2 separate regions of the Mus musculus genome follow, and region 1 is linked to region 2. Evidence: chromatin contacts called from public Hi-C data. All regions are on one chromosome and are shown on one strand. Each heading gives the region's core, a stretch centred on a gene start, on an enhancer-like site or on the middle of the called end of the contact. The rest is flanking DNA. Distances are from core to core; before and after follow the strand shown.

What was found. A called contact is a pair of places that touch in the nucleus more often than the background predicts.
Region 1: a Hi-C map of B cells shows a contact between it and region 2, with 5 read pairs. The contact joins the promoter of Hadha here to the promoter of Tmub1 in region 2. A contact is called at or near these places in 1 of 39 promoter capture datasets (cranial neural crest) and 1 of 484 Hi-C or Micro-C datasets (B cells).

What each region holds. Positions count from the first base shown.
Region 1 is chr5:30,152,227-30,157,837 of GRCm38.p6, reverse strand. It overlaps Hadha (hydroxyacyl-CoA dehydrogenase trifunctional multienzyme complex subunit alpha), which reads left to right and starts at 2,858. Exons shown (of 20, transcript NM_178878.3): 1 at 2,858-2,956. The coding sequence starts at 2,890. It overlaps Hadhb (hydroxyacyl-CoA dehydrogenase trifunctional multienzyme complex subunit beta), which reads right to left and starts at 2,585. Exons shown (of 16, transcript NM_145558.2): 1 at 2,499-2,585.
Region 2 is chr5:24,445,311-24,451,530 of GRCm38.p6, reverse strand. Tmub1 (transmembrane and ubiquitin-like domain containing 1) reads left to right here and starts at 3,685. Exons shown (of 3, transcript NM_022418.3): 1 at 3,685-3,774; 2 at 4,579-4,997; 3 at 5,258-6,068. The coding sequence starts at 4,612. The coding sequence ends at 5,609.

The DNA.
Region 1 (5,611 bases), core at 1,609-4,108, 5.7 Mb before region 2:
TTTTCTTATTTTAGACAGGGCTTAAGTGTGGCAGCCTTGGTTAGGCTGGTACTTACTATTTAACCCAGGATGGCCTTGAACCTATGGCCTATCATTCTGCGTGCTAGGATTACAGACCTGGCTCCAGATTGTGAATTCTGAATCTTAAATTTCCTCTAATTGGTTTCTATAGGAATACTTGAAATGCTCATTATAGAACTATTTATAGTTGGGACTAACATAAATGCAGATCAGTAGAAATAGTTGATCTGTATCATAAATATATCTTGAATATTCAGGAGTTTGGGAGAAAATAAAACAAGATATGCATGTTTATACTGACATCCATAATGCATATTAAATAAAAATGCAAAAACTAAAGGCTTACTACAAGACTGTACACCAGGTGATACACACTAGGCAGCACATACCATAATGGTACACGCCTTTAATCTAAGCACTTAAGAGGCAGAGGCAGGCAGATCTCTATAAGTGTGGGACCAGCCTGAATTAGCCAGTTCTAGGACAGCCAGAGGGACATAATACAGAGACCCAGACTAAAAAAGCCGAAACAAAAACAAAACAAATAAAAAACTATACTACTGTATTGGAAGGCTGGCCTTTGTTGTCATTTACAAAGCTTCAGAAATACAGAAATTTTAACAGAAAAGTATTCAAAACATGTCAATACTTGGGTAGTTTAGGCTTAGGTAGCACAGAGGCACATGGGAAGACAAAAGAGAAAGAAGGGTAGGTGAAGAATATAAAAGCAAGATGGGGTGACTTGACAGTTACTACAACATCAAAGAACAGACTCCAAGTGCAAATCAGAGCCTCCCTCACTGCAGCTGTAGGACCCGAAGCAAGTTGCTTAACGTTTCTGTTTCTGGCCCTTTAGTAAAATGTACACAGTTTTAGAGTTGTTGAGATAATTAAATAGACACCTAAATACAGGTATGTTGCCTTTTATCTAGAAAGGTTTATTTATGTGTTTTCTATTATTAGTGGGTGAAGATATAAATATACTTAGTTCTCCTCTAAGCCTTTGCACTAACGTGCTAATTATCAAACAACAACAAAAAAACCTTTGTACTTGATAGATCTCATAATTTCACCGAGAATGCAGGAAACCAAAAAAAAAAAAAAAAAAAAAAAAGGCACTTTAAATCAAGCATTAGCAAAATATAACCCAAAACCCTCAATAAAAGTGTTTTTCTTTCACATGATTTCTTGTTTTTTGGGGTCGTTCCCCCTCCCTCCACCCCCCACCCCCCAATTTTGAAGGGCTAACTGTGAAGCCAGGGCCCATATGAACAAGATCTCTACCAGCTCTGGTTTTTACACCTTCAAAGAGTTGCAACGTGTATGTGTGTGAATGGTTCCGTTTTTGTCAGTTCCATCTCTAGTTTAGGAAAAATGATAAAAAGCTGCAGGCAACACAAAACAAGTATGTAACAGAGCACAGGGTGGGCTCACAAAACAAACTATTTTCTGTGTGGCTCTTTACAAAAAAAGGATATGAAATAGGTGTAGTGGAAGGCGTGGTATGGGAAAAGGGTTCCTTTTTTGCAATTTACTCCGAAGTGGTCATTTAGTACCAGCTTAAAGTGTTCTTGGTGGTGGAAGACTTAGTTTGACTAGAGCTTTAAAACAGGACGCTCCTTTCTTTCTAGAATCATTTTAGCCATTTCTTTCCTGTGTGGCAGAATAATCAATTAACTAGCAAGTGCCACTTCTGTTTGAATCCTGGCTTGCCACAGAGAAGGTATTATAATCTTTCTGAGCCTGTCAAGTCACCGAAAGTGCAAATGAAACGTGGGGTTTGTGCGTATTAAACAAAATGGTGCACACACCGGAAGCTGACTTTACTTTCTTTTGAAAACAATCAGTTTATTTCAGGGCTCATCTTTCCAGCACCAAAACAAACAACTCACACCCTGGCGCCCAGAAGAGCTGAACTCTCAATTAAAAGTAGACTTAGGTTCTAGACTAATTCTACCACCTGTGGCGCAGTCTCAGTCACTAGCTACGGCTACTTCACAGAAAAAAGAGTGAGGGGTGGCAGGTTTGCCCAGATGTTTGCTGGGTTAGAAAATGTCCGTGAACCCTGGATCACCAAGCAGACTGGAGGACTGTCTTGGCTGCTTTCACCCCCGAGACCCGCACTTAACGACGCGTTCTCAATCTCTACAGCCGCCAGACTGCCTAGACAGGTCAACAACAGGGGAAACGACACCGCTCTGACACAGCCCAGCGTTTCACACACACGCAATCCATTCGTAAACCTGAAGTGACAAATGCAGACAGAAGACACCGCTGCCGCGAGCTACGCGAGAACGCGACCACCGCCCGCCCTGAGGCGGTTCGCACTGGAGGCCTGGACCAGCCTGTCCCGCTCTTGGGACTTCGACCCTCACAGCAAAGGGAAGCGGCCGCGGGCATCGACGAGAAGAGTCGGGAGCAAAGTGGCACCTGCCTGTGGGGAAATCAGAAGAAAACCGAGAAGCGCGCTGCCGCACCTTAGAGTCCGCGAAAACTGCCGCTGCCAACAAGGTCAAGTCCAGACTGACAAACGTCCGCCCACGCCGAGGGGCGGCTCCCGCTCCGCAAGGACCCCCTCTCGCCCCGCCCGCCATCACCGCGGCATTTACGGGCTGCCCGCTGAACGCCTGAGCAGAAAGTCAGACACTCCGCCCTCTCCTCGGAGGTCCTTAGTCTCACCTTCAGAGAAATCATCCTTTCGGCTCGCTTAGTTGAGAGCAAGAGGTAGGGCGACAGGACGGGTGGCAACTCAGAGTCTGCGTTTTAGTAAGGCGGCACTTAGGACACCCTGCCGGACAGGCTCAGAAAAGAAAAGCCCTCGGCTCCATTGCCCCCCACTAGAAGAGCTTTCGTCCTCTTCTGCTCAAGATGGTGGCGTCCCGGGCGATTGGCAGTCTCAGTCGCTTCTCTGCCTTCAGGATCCTACGCTCCAGAGGTGAGCCTGGAGAGGGCTCGGGAGAGTCTCGGAGTGCCTTCAGGAACTGGGGCGGCGGGGAGCAGCGTTTGCCTCTCACTGTCTGCCTCCCACCCCTTTCCCGGGACCCGTGGAAATGGGGCTACTGTTCCGAGACCCTATTTCCTGTGTCCTTGTAAAGGAACTGTCACACCCTCTCTCGCCCTGCTCCGGCAGTGTCAGGCTCTCCCCTAACTTTCCTGAGTCTTTTCCACTTAGTCTGGCAGTTTGCGCAGGTCTCTGCTGTAGCCCTGAGCTCACGCCCCTCTTGTCTCCCTTAATGTTTGTCTTGGCCCTGACACCGCTAAGTTCGGAGGACTAAGTAAGACCTGTCACATTTTTGAGGCTCTACTACATGTTAGTCGCCATAAGAGATATCTATCAGCCTTCTCGGTGACATTGACTACTAGCCTTACAGATCAATGCCACTCCTTGATCTTTTCCGTCAAAACCATTTTTCCCCCCCAGAGAACTCAGCTCTCCCACTTCAGTAATCTTAGTTTGAATGTATAGAAGGTTGAAACTGGAGGTTCTCCGACTTAGGCAAAGAAATTTTGATGAGGAAAAAAATTTTTGATCACTTAGAAACTATTTCTAATCTCATTTCTGTCGATTCCCAGTCAGGCTCCAGGAACTGCATTCCTTTTCAAGCTGGCAGTGAAAGGGTTAAAGGGGTGTTGTTAGAAAACAGCCTTTTCCCAGACATCCCAAATCTGTAAGGGCAAATGTAACTTCATTGTGTATCATACTTGATACTAGTTACTTCCCAGACTTTAGTTTGTAACGTGAATTCACTTTAATTTTCCTCACAAAAAAAAAGGGATGCGTGTAGAATTTACTTCTCTTACCCTCCCCTGGCATTTAATTGATTGAATCTTTTTCTACTTTTTTAAAAACCTCCATAGATCGATTATGTGTAAATAGCCAAAATTGCTACCCACCAAAAAAAAAAAAAAAAAAAATTAAAAAAAAAAAAAAAGTGAAGTGGACTGGGTGCTAATTCACCTTTAATATTAGGTGGGTCTTTGTGTTCCTGTCTGGTCTACATAGTTCCAGGCCAGTCAGGGCTACACAGTGAGACCCTGTCTTTTAAAAAAAAGAAAAGAGCCGGGCATGGTGGCACACGCCTTTAATCCCAGCACTTGGGAGGCAGAGGCAGGTGGATTTCTAAGTTCAGGGCCAGCCTGGTCTACAGAGTGAGTTCCAGGACAGCCAGGGCTATACAGAGAAACCCTGTCTCGGAAAAACCAAAAAAGAAAGAAAGAAAGATCCATCGATCTCTATGTCTCCTGTTTGCACTTGGTTGTGTTTCCTTTTCCACATTTATAACAGTTTTAGGGGAAAAAAGGCACCTATGGTCCTGTATTTGATGTAAGGTACTTTCATGAATTGGCAGCCAGGTTAGCACTGGAGTGGTGATTGGGTCACATGTTCTCTTGTCACTAGCTAGCTGTTGACTTTGCCCTTTCATCTAAATGGGCTTTCTTTTCCCATCTGTGAAATGAATGAGAGTGATTTTTTTTCTTTGACAGGAGAAGTAGTATGATGGAGCAATTAAAAGCATTAAATACGGACTCTGTCATCTGGCTTGAATCTACAGTTTACCTTCTAGTGACCTTGGGAATTAATTTCAGTATCTTTATCATTGGTAAAATGGAGTCAATCATGTTAAATCTAAAGAAGTTATATTAGGTATAACACATAGGCATACATTCTCAATAAATGTTATTAGTTTTTTATCCCTTAGAAGCAATGACTATATATAGCTGAGAACTTGTAATCTATCCATTTTACATAGGTAATAAAAAGCTAACAGCTAAATTTTCCTATACTTCTACATAGAAACATATCTAAATATATAAGTTGTATTTTTTTTTTCATTAAGAAAATGTAGTCTAGAGCTGGAGAGAGGTTAAGAGCGCTGACTGCTCTTCCCAAGGTCCTGAGTTCAAATCCCAGCAACCACATGGTGGCTCACAACCACTCGTAATGAGATCTGATGCCCTCTTCTGGAGTGTCTGAAGACAGCTACAGTGTACTTACGTATAATAAATAAATCTTTAAAGAAAAAAAAAAAAAGAAAAGAAAATGTAGTCTATTATAGCTACAGATTATTTTAATACCAGCTTATGCACTTTGAAAAAATATGCAGGAAAGTCTATTTAAAATTAGCTGTACACCTGATTTACTATTTAGAGTCTAGACTCAGCAGGTCTGTCCTTGACCCTGAGAGTGTGTGGAGGCATTGCCAAATGCTTAATGAACTATGGCACTTACTGTGAAAGAGATCTTGTACAATACTGTTATTCTAACATGACTATCAAAAAAGTCATAAGTTGATCTTAATATCCATTTAATTCCTACTTTTCCTAATTCCTAAGTATGTAAGTGGTAAAACAATTTTACAAGAAGTGAACGGCAATTAGTAGTTATTTTTAAATCTGACTCTCACTTCTTGTCCCAGGGTTGAATTTTGAAAAAGCTATAAATTTCTATAAACTAAAGTAACGTTTCCAGTTTTCAAAGTTGTGCAGCACAATCCAACCCTTCCCACTGACTATAGTTGTATATGACCTTGTAGATATTTTCTTGAGTTACACATGAAGATGATTAGAAAGTAGGGCAAAGGTTTTGCAT
Region 2 (6,220 bases), core at 2,436-4,935:
CCCAGGGGCGCCACCCTCTTTCTTTTAGTGCTGCAGCAGCTCCTCTGTCTCCAGGCCTCGAGGTCAGCCCTAGGGATCTTGCCAGGGTTCTCTTCCCTGGCTCTCTGCCCCCGACCCCGGCCCCCGGGCCCCCAGTCTCCACTGTCGACTGCACCTGAGAGACTGGGACGGGCTCCCCGTTCCTATGTCCAGTTCTCTCTGAGAGTTTCACTCAAGAGACCCTGCAAGCTTGAAACAACAGCGTCCCAATTCTTATCTCCCAGTGACAGCCCTCTCCCAAAAGACCCTCCCTGCCATACTGAAAAGGGCCCATTGGTTCATTACAGAAACTCAGCAGAACCCACATGGGTCTCATAATTTTTCTTGACAGACCTTGTCTTTTCTTGATAGACCCTGTCTATCCTATGCCTTCCTAGGGCCAGAGATCACCCTTCAGTGTCCCAGTTCTTCTGTATTCCCATTATCAAAGTTGTCTTCAGCTGTGTTAACCCACATCCCCAACACAGATCCTCAAACCTGGAGGTGGCATGTGCAAGGGAATGACCCTGTGGAATAAATCTGCTAGAGGATGCCAGGTATCATGATGTACACGTTAGCCCAGCACAGGGGCCATACAGTAGGAGGATTAGTTCAAGGACAGCCTGAGCTTAATAGGGAGTTCAAAGCCAACCTGGGCTATATATGACCTTTTTTTAAAAAACAAACAAACAAAAAACCCAAAACCAGCTGAATCTGAGTACATGACTAAAGTCCTGGCGTTAGGAAGGCAGAATCTAGATCACCAACTCTGTCTCAAAAATGAAAAGCAACACTAGGCAGTGGTGAGGTGCACACCTTTAATCCCAGCAGAGGCAGGGGCAGCAGATCCATGAGTTGAAGACCTGCTAGGGCTACACAGAAAAACCCTGTCACAAGAAAAAAAAAAGTCTTATTATGTCTGAAATAATTATGCTATGTCAGGCATAAATGTTTCAAGGTTTGTATAACCCTCATCTAACTTTGATGTAGATTATGGTCTTTGTGCATTTTGCCTTTTAACTCTGTACCCCTGAGCTTGGACACCAACAGACTTCAGAGATGAAAAGCAACTCTTGGTCTGACCATTAATAAAAACTTAAAACTTTTAATTAACTTAATCAACATAGTAATCAATATGACCTTAAGGGGTCAGTTCACCATTGATACATGTCCTGCAGACCTCTCTGCTGAGCCTTACTAACCCTCCTGGGCAAATGCTCTACACATAGCTCTATATGTGTATGGTGTATCCCCTGTGTGTGTACATATATGTATTATGTACAGACAAGTACCTGCTGCCTGTGAAGGTCAGTATCCTCTGGGACCGGAGTTATAGAGACTCTTGAGTTGCCGTGTGGTATAATGAGAAGTGAGCCTAAGTCCTCTGAAAGAACAGCCACTGCTCTTAACCGATGAGCCATCTTTCCAGCCCACATGTCATCTTTTTTTACACTCATTTCCACTTCAAAGGGCAACTTGGACTTTTCCCCAAAATAAAATTTCCTAGTATTTTACTTTTTACACACCTTCCCATATTTCTCTTAGTTTCCAAAGGATCAGGCACAAACCAATCAACTCCCAACTATTGAGTGATGCGAGCTTCTATCTGTATGATGTTAGGAATGTCTTGTAAAATTTCTGGTCTTAATCTGAAAACTGAAGTAGTTCAACAAAAATATAGCTTTTCTCATAAAAAAAAAAGTATAGTTCTACTTTACAATTCTAAAACTAATATTAATACTCTGGCCAGGTGGTGGAGGTGCATGGTTTCAATCCCAGCACTCAGGAAGCAGAGGCAGAAGATCTCTGTGAGTTCAAGGCCAGCCTGCTCTACATCAAGAGTTCCAGGTCAGGGCTACATATAGAAACCCTGTCTTGAAAAATAAAAATACAAACCAACAAACCTATAGCATCTCTGTTAGATTCTTAGAATTGGCAGCAAGAAGTTCCCCAGAACTTGAGAGGGAGGGAAACACTCCAAAGTGCTGCCCCAGCCACCAGCACATGCCTACCTTAACATTCATTGATTGTCTATCTGCATATCTGTTCCTCTATTAGTATGTATCAGTGAGGGCAAGGAGAGAAAGCATTATATGCCCAGTATCTTGCACAATACCTAGCATATAAAACATATATACTCAAATATAGCATAAATGAAGAAATATGAAGAAACTAGACAGAAGTTAATTCCTTACTTTATAAATCCAAACTAATGTGCCCAAGGCAATATTTGATCTGGTCTTAATCTGAAAACTGAAGTAGTTAAACAGAGGTCCCATCCATAGAAGAGCAGAGTAGGTTATCTTTAATTAAGACTGGACTGGATGGGGCTAGAGACATGGCTCAGGAGTTAAGAACATTTGCTGCACCTGTTGCTGCTCTTGCAGAGGACCCTAATTCGGTTCCTAACACCTACATGGCTCCAAAAAACTGCCTATTACTCTAGTACTTCCTCTGACCTCCAGAGACGCAAGGCTTGAGTGTGGTGTACTTAAATATACTCAGGCAAACACCCATACAAATATGATATACAAACCCTTGTTTTTAAAAAACTAATTAGGGACTTGTTCTGCAAGCATACGGGCCTCCATTTGACTCCTCAGTATTCATGTCAGAAACCAGGCTTGGGAGCCTCTGCCTGTACCCTTAGCATAAGAGAACAGAGACAAGTCACACAGACACACATGCATGTGCAAACTCCCAAGTCAAAACTGGTCTGTAAAATCTGGGATTCAAGATTTCTGCAGATATTGGAGTCAAAGGAATAAGAAAAAATCTACAGAGATTGGCTGTCACAGATCCATCGTTATATCCTTTATGTGGAAATACTTTTTTAGGGGTGGGAGAATAAAACAGGGTCTTTCTAGGTGACCAAAGTTCTCAACCTCCTAATTGTCCTACCTCAAACTCCCAGTGCTGGGATTACAGGGCTATGTCACCATACTTAGCCAGTTTCTCAGTTTACGTTTTGGTGAAGCCAATGCATTAATACTAGGCGAGCAAAATACAAAAAAATACATAAATTTTACAGAGCTGTCATACTTATTTAATAAAACGAGTTTCTTCTTTCCAACTGACCTAGAAGAATTATACTTGTTCAGAGATTAAATAACCCACCAGAGATTATATAGCTGATGAGTGTCTACATGAGACCGCAGGATGTACACTCAGTTCCAAAGTCTATGCCATCTTTACAATCTCATAGGGACACAGTGCAGCAGAGGCCAGGAGACAGCTGGCGTCAGGCACTCTCCCTAGCAAGTGGGGCAGACAACCTACACCTTCTCAGCAACAGAGTCAATTTAGAAAACCAAGCTGCTTTTTGGCGTCCACAATGACACAGGCTTGGCTGGGTAGTGGCCACCTGCGCTTCCCAGAGCCTTCATCACTGCATCACCAACGCGGGTGCTCTGACATGCTGCAGGATGACGTTGGTGTCAGGAGTGACAGATGCTCCAGCAGCTGGCAGCGGAGATAGAGTTTCTTGCTGCTGACCAAATCTCTGTGGACAAGCAGAAACCCCAGGGTCCTTCCCGTGGGCCCATCGACGATCCAAGGGTACCGGCAACATCTGGTCCAGCCCGGCACGTGGGTTCACAGGGAGGAGGGCGGGAACTAAACAGGGCGAACTACAATCCCCACAATGCTCCCGGGCCGCGGCAGCAGGGAAGGAGAGGGACCTCAGGTGTCTGCGACCTCGGTGCCTTCGGCCCGGAAGTGCCCGAGGAGCCGAGATGGAGCTGGTGGAGCTGGGCGGTGAGTCGCTGTGCGTGGCCGCGCCCACCGGGTCGCCCCAGGCCACAGCTGGGACCTGCTTGCCCCGCCCCGAGATAGCTGGTGCCCTCCAGTAGCTCTGGGGGGCGGGCAGATGGGAGGAGTGATGGAGTAGTCGTGGGGAGGGCTAGGTCTAGGTTCTCCCCGAGGGATCAAGGGTCTGGAGACCTCTGGGTTTGGAGCCCAGGAGGCGCTGGGAGACTGCTGCGGGGTGGGCTTTGGGTGGACCCGAGAAGGTGCCGAGCTGAGTAGACAACTCCCAAGACTCCAGATTGGCCAAGGGTGGAGTTTGACATTTGGGGTTGTCTAGGAAGCTTTGGGAAGTGGTCTTTGTTGTGGGTGGGGTTTGGGTAAATGGTAAGGGGGAGGGCAGGGGGCTAGAGAGACACTTTTATCAGAGAAACTTAAGCGACAGGGCATCAGATGAGCTTTGCTATAAATAGGTGAAGGAGTGAACTTTGGGATGAAGTGAACCAAAGAATAGGTAAGCTTCTGGGTAAAGTTTGATGAAGGTTACATTTAAGGAGAGGGTTGCTTAGAAAAGCAAGGCCCTTTCTTGAACGTAAGGTTTCGGTGAATCGGGTGCTGAATGAAGATCTAGAACTCAGATAGCAAAGCTAGCACTTGGAATCTGGTGATGGGAAGGGACGTTACCCAAAAGCCAAGTTTGGGACTACAGGATGCTGCATCCTGGGTGCGCAAGCACACACAATAACTAGGACAGTTGAAGTTGGAATGACTTCTGACCAGGAAGTAGCCCCTCACCAGTTCTTTGCACCTCTCTAGCTCCTTAGCACCTCTGGCAGCAGCACGGGTGCCATGGCCTTGATTGAAGGCGTAGGCGATGAGGTGACTGTCCTTTTTGCGGTGCTTGCTTGCCTTCTGGTGCTGGCCCTCGCCTGGGTCTCAACACATACCACTGAGAGTACAGACCCCCAACCACAGCCGCCGGGGACCACAACACCAGCACAGCCCAGTGAAGCCATGTCAGCCTCTGACAGCATCAGAGAGGAGGCCCCAGGGGCTGAGAGTCCCAGCCTGAGACACAGAGGTCCATCTGCACAGCCAGAGCCTGACACAGGGGTCACAGCATCAACACCTCCAGACTCTCCGCAGGAACCCCTACTTCTACGGTTGAAATTTCTCAATGACTCTGAGCAGGTAGCCAGGGCCTGGCCTCAGGACACCATTGGCTCCTTAAAAAGGTAAGCTGGGAAGAGGGTAAGAACAAAATGCTAAAAATGGGGTGGGTGTCTATAGAAGGGTCACCCTATGAAGCTCTCCCTTATTTTCTGTTTGAAAAATCTGTCTCCTCACATTATACACCATTCCTGTTAATCTGTCCCCCAGAGGCCAGGATCTGGGTGGTCAGGTGTAGGGGTGGTGAAAATTGGGATTGGTCCTCTGAACAATGGGCCAGGACTGCCTGAGGCCTGCTCTCTTACCCAGGTCCCTCTCTCCTCAGGACCCAGTTTCCAGGCCAGGAACAGCAGGTTCGGCTCATCTACCAAGGTCAACTGCTAGGAGACGACACTCAGACACTAGGCAGTCTCCACCTGCCCCCCAACTGCGTTCTCCACTGCCACGTGTCCACGAGAGTCGGTCCCCCACATCCTCCCTGCCCACCGGGGTCAGAGCCCGGCCCCTCCGGGCTGGAAATCGGCAGCCTTCTGTTGCCCCTGCTGCTTCTGCTGCTGCTCCTGCTCTGGTACTGCCAGATCCAGTACCGGCCCTTCTTTCCCCTGACCGCTACCCTGGGTCTGGCCGGCTTCACCCTGCTCCTCAGTCTCCTGGCCTTTGCCATGTATCGGCCGTAGTGCCTCCACGGGCTTTTGGCAGTGTAGCCAGCCCCTCTGGACCTCATTCCCCAAGGCGCAAAGGGAGCTGCTGTCTGCCCAGGCCCACTTCACCCGCTGCCTGTCTTTTCCCACTACCCTGGAGCCCAGCTTTGCGCCGCAGAGGACTTCGGGTGTTAGCGGAGGCCGCTCCGTGTGATCTTCATAGCTCTAGGCCATCTCCTGGGGCTGCTGGACCTCAGCCTTCGCTGGCAGTGGGCTCTTCTGGATCAGGCACTTGCTGTCGCTGCCTTGGCCGCCAGGGCACCCCAATGGGCCCATCTTAGTGTGCTGACAGAGGATCTAGATACTTCTAGTTTCAAAGAGCTGCCTAGGCTGAATTGGAAACTGGTGGACTGGGAGACTGGTGAAGGGGAATCGAGAGGGGCAGAGTTGTTTTCTGGAATTTGTGCAGATTAAAGAAACTGTGACGTTTTCCTACCCAGTGTGTCTGTGTGTTGCTTGAGGGTGGGGAGCCCTTGTTCTACGAGAATGGAACCTGCCCTAGGTCCTGAGTGCTCAAGCTACCCCAGGGCTGGACAGAGGACCGCCACTCCCGGCACCTTTCAGCGCAAGCTCTGTGGCCCCGCCCC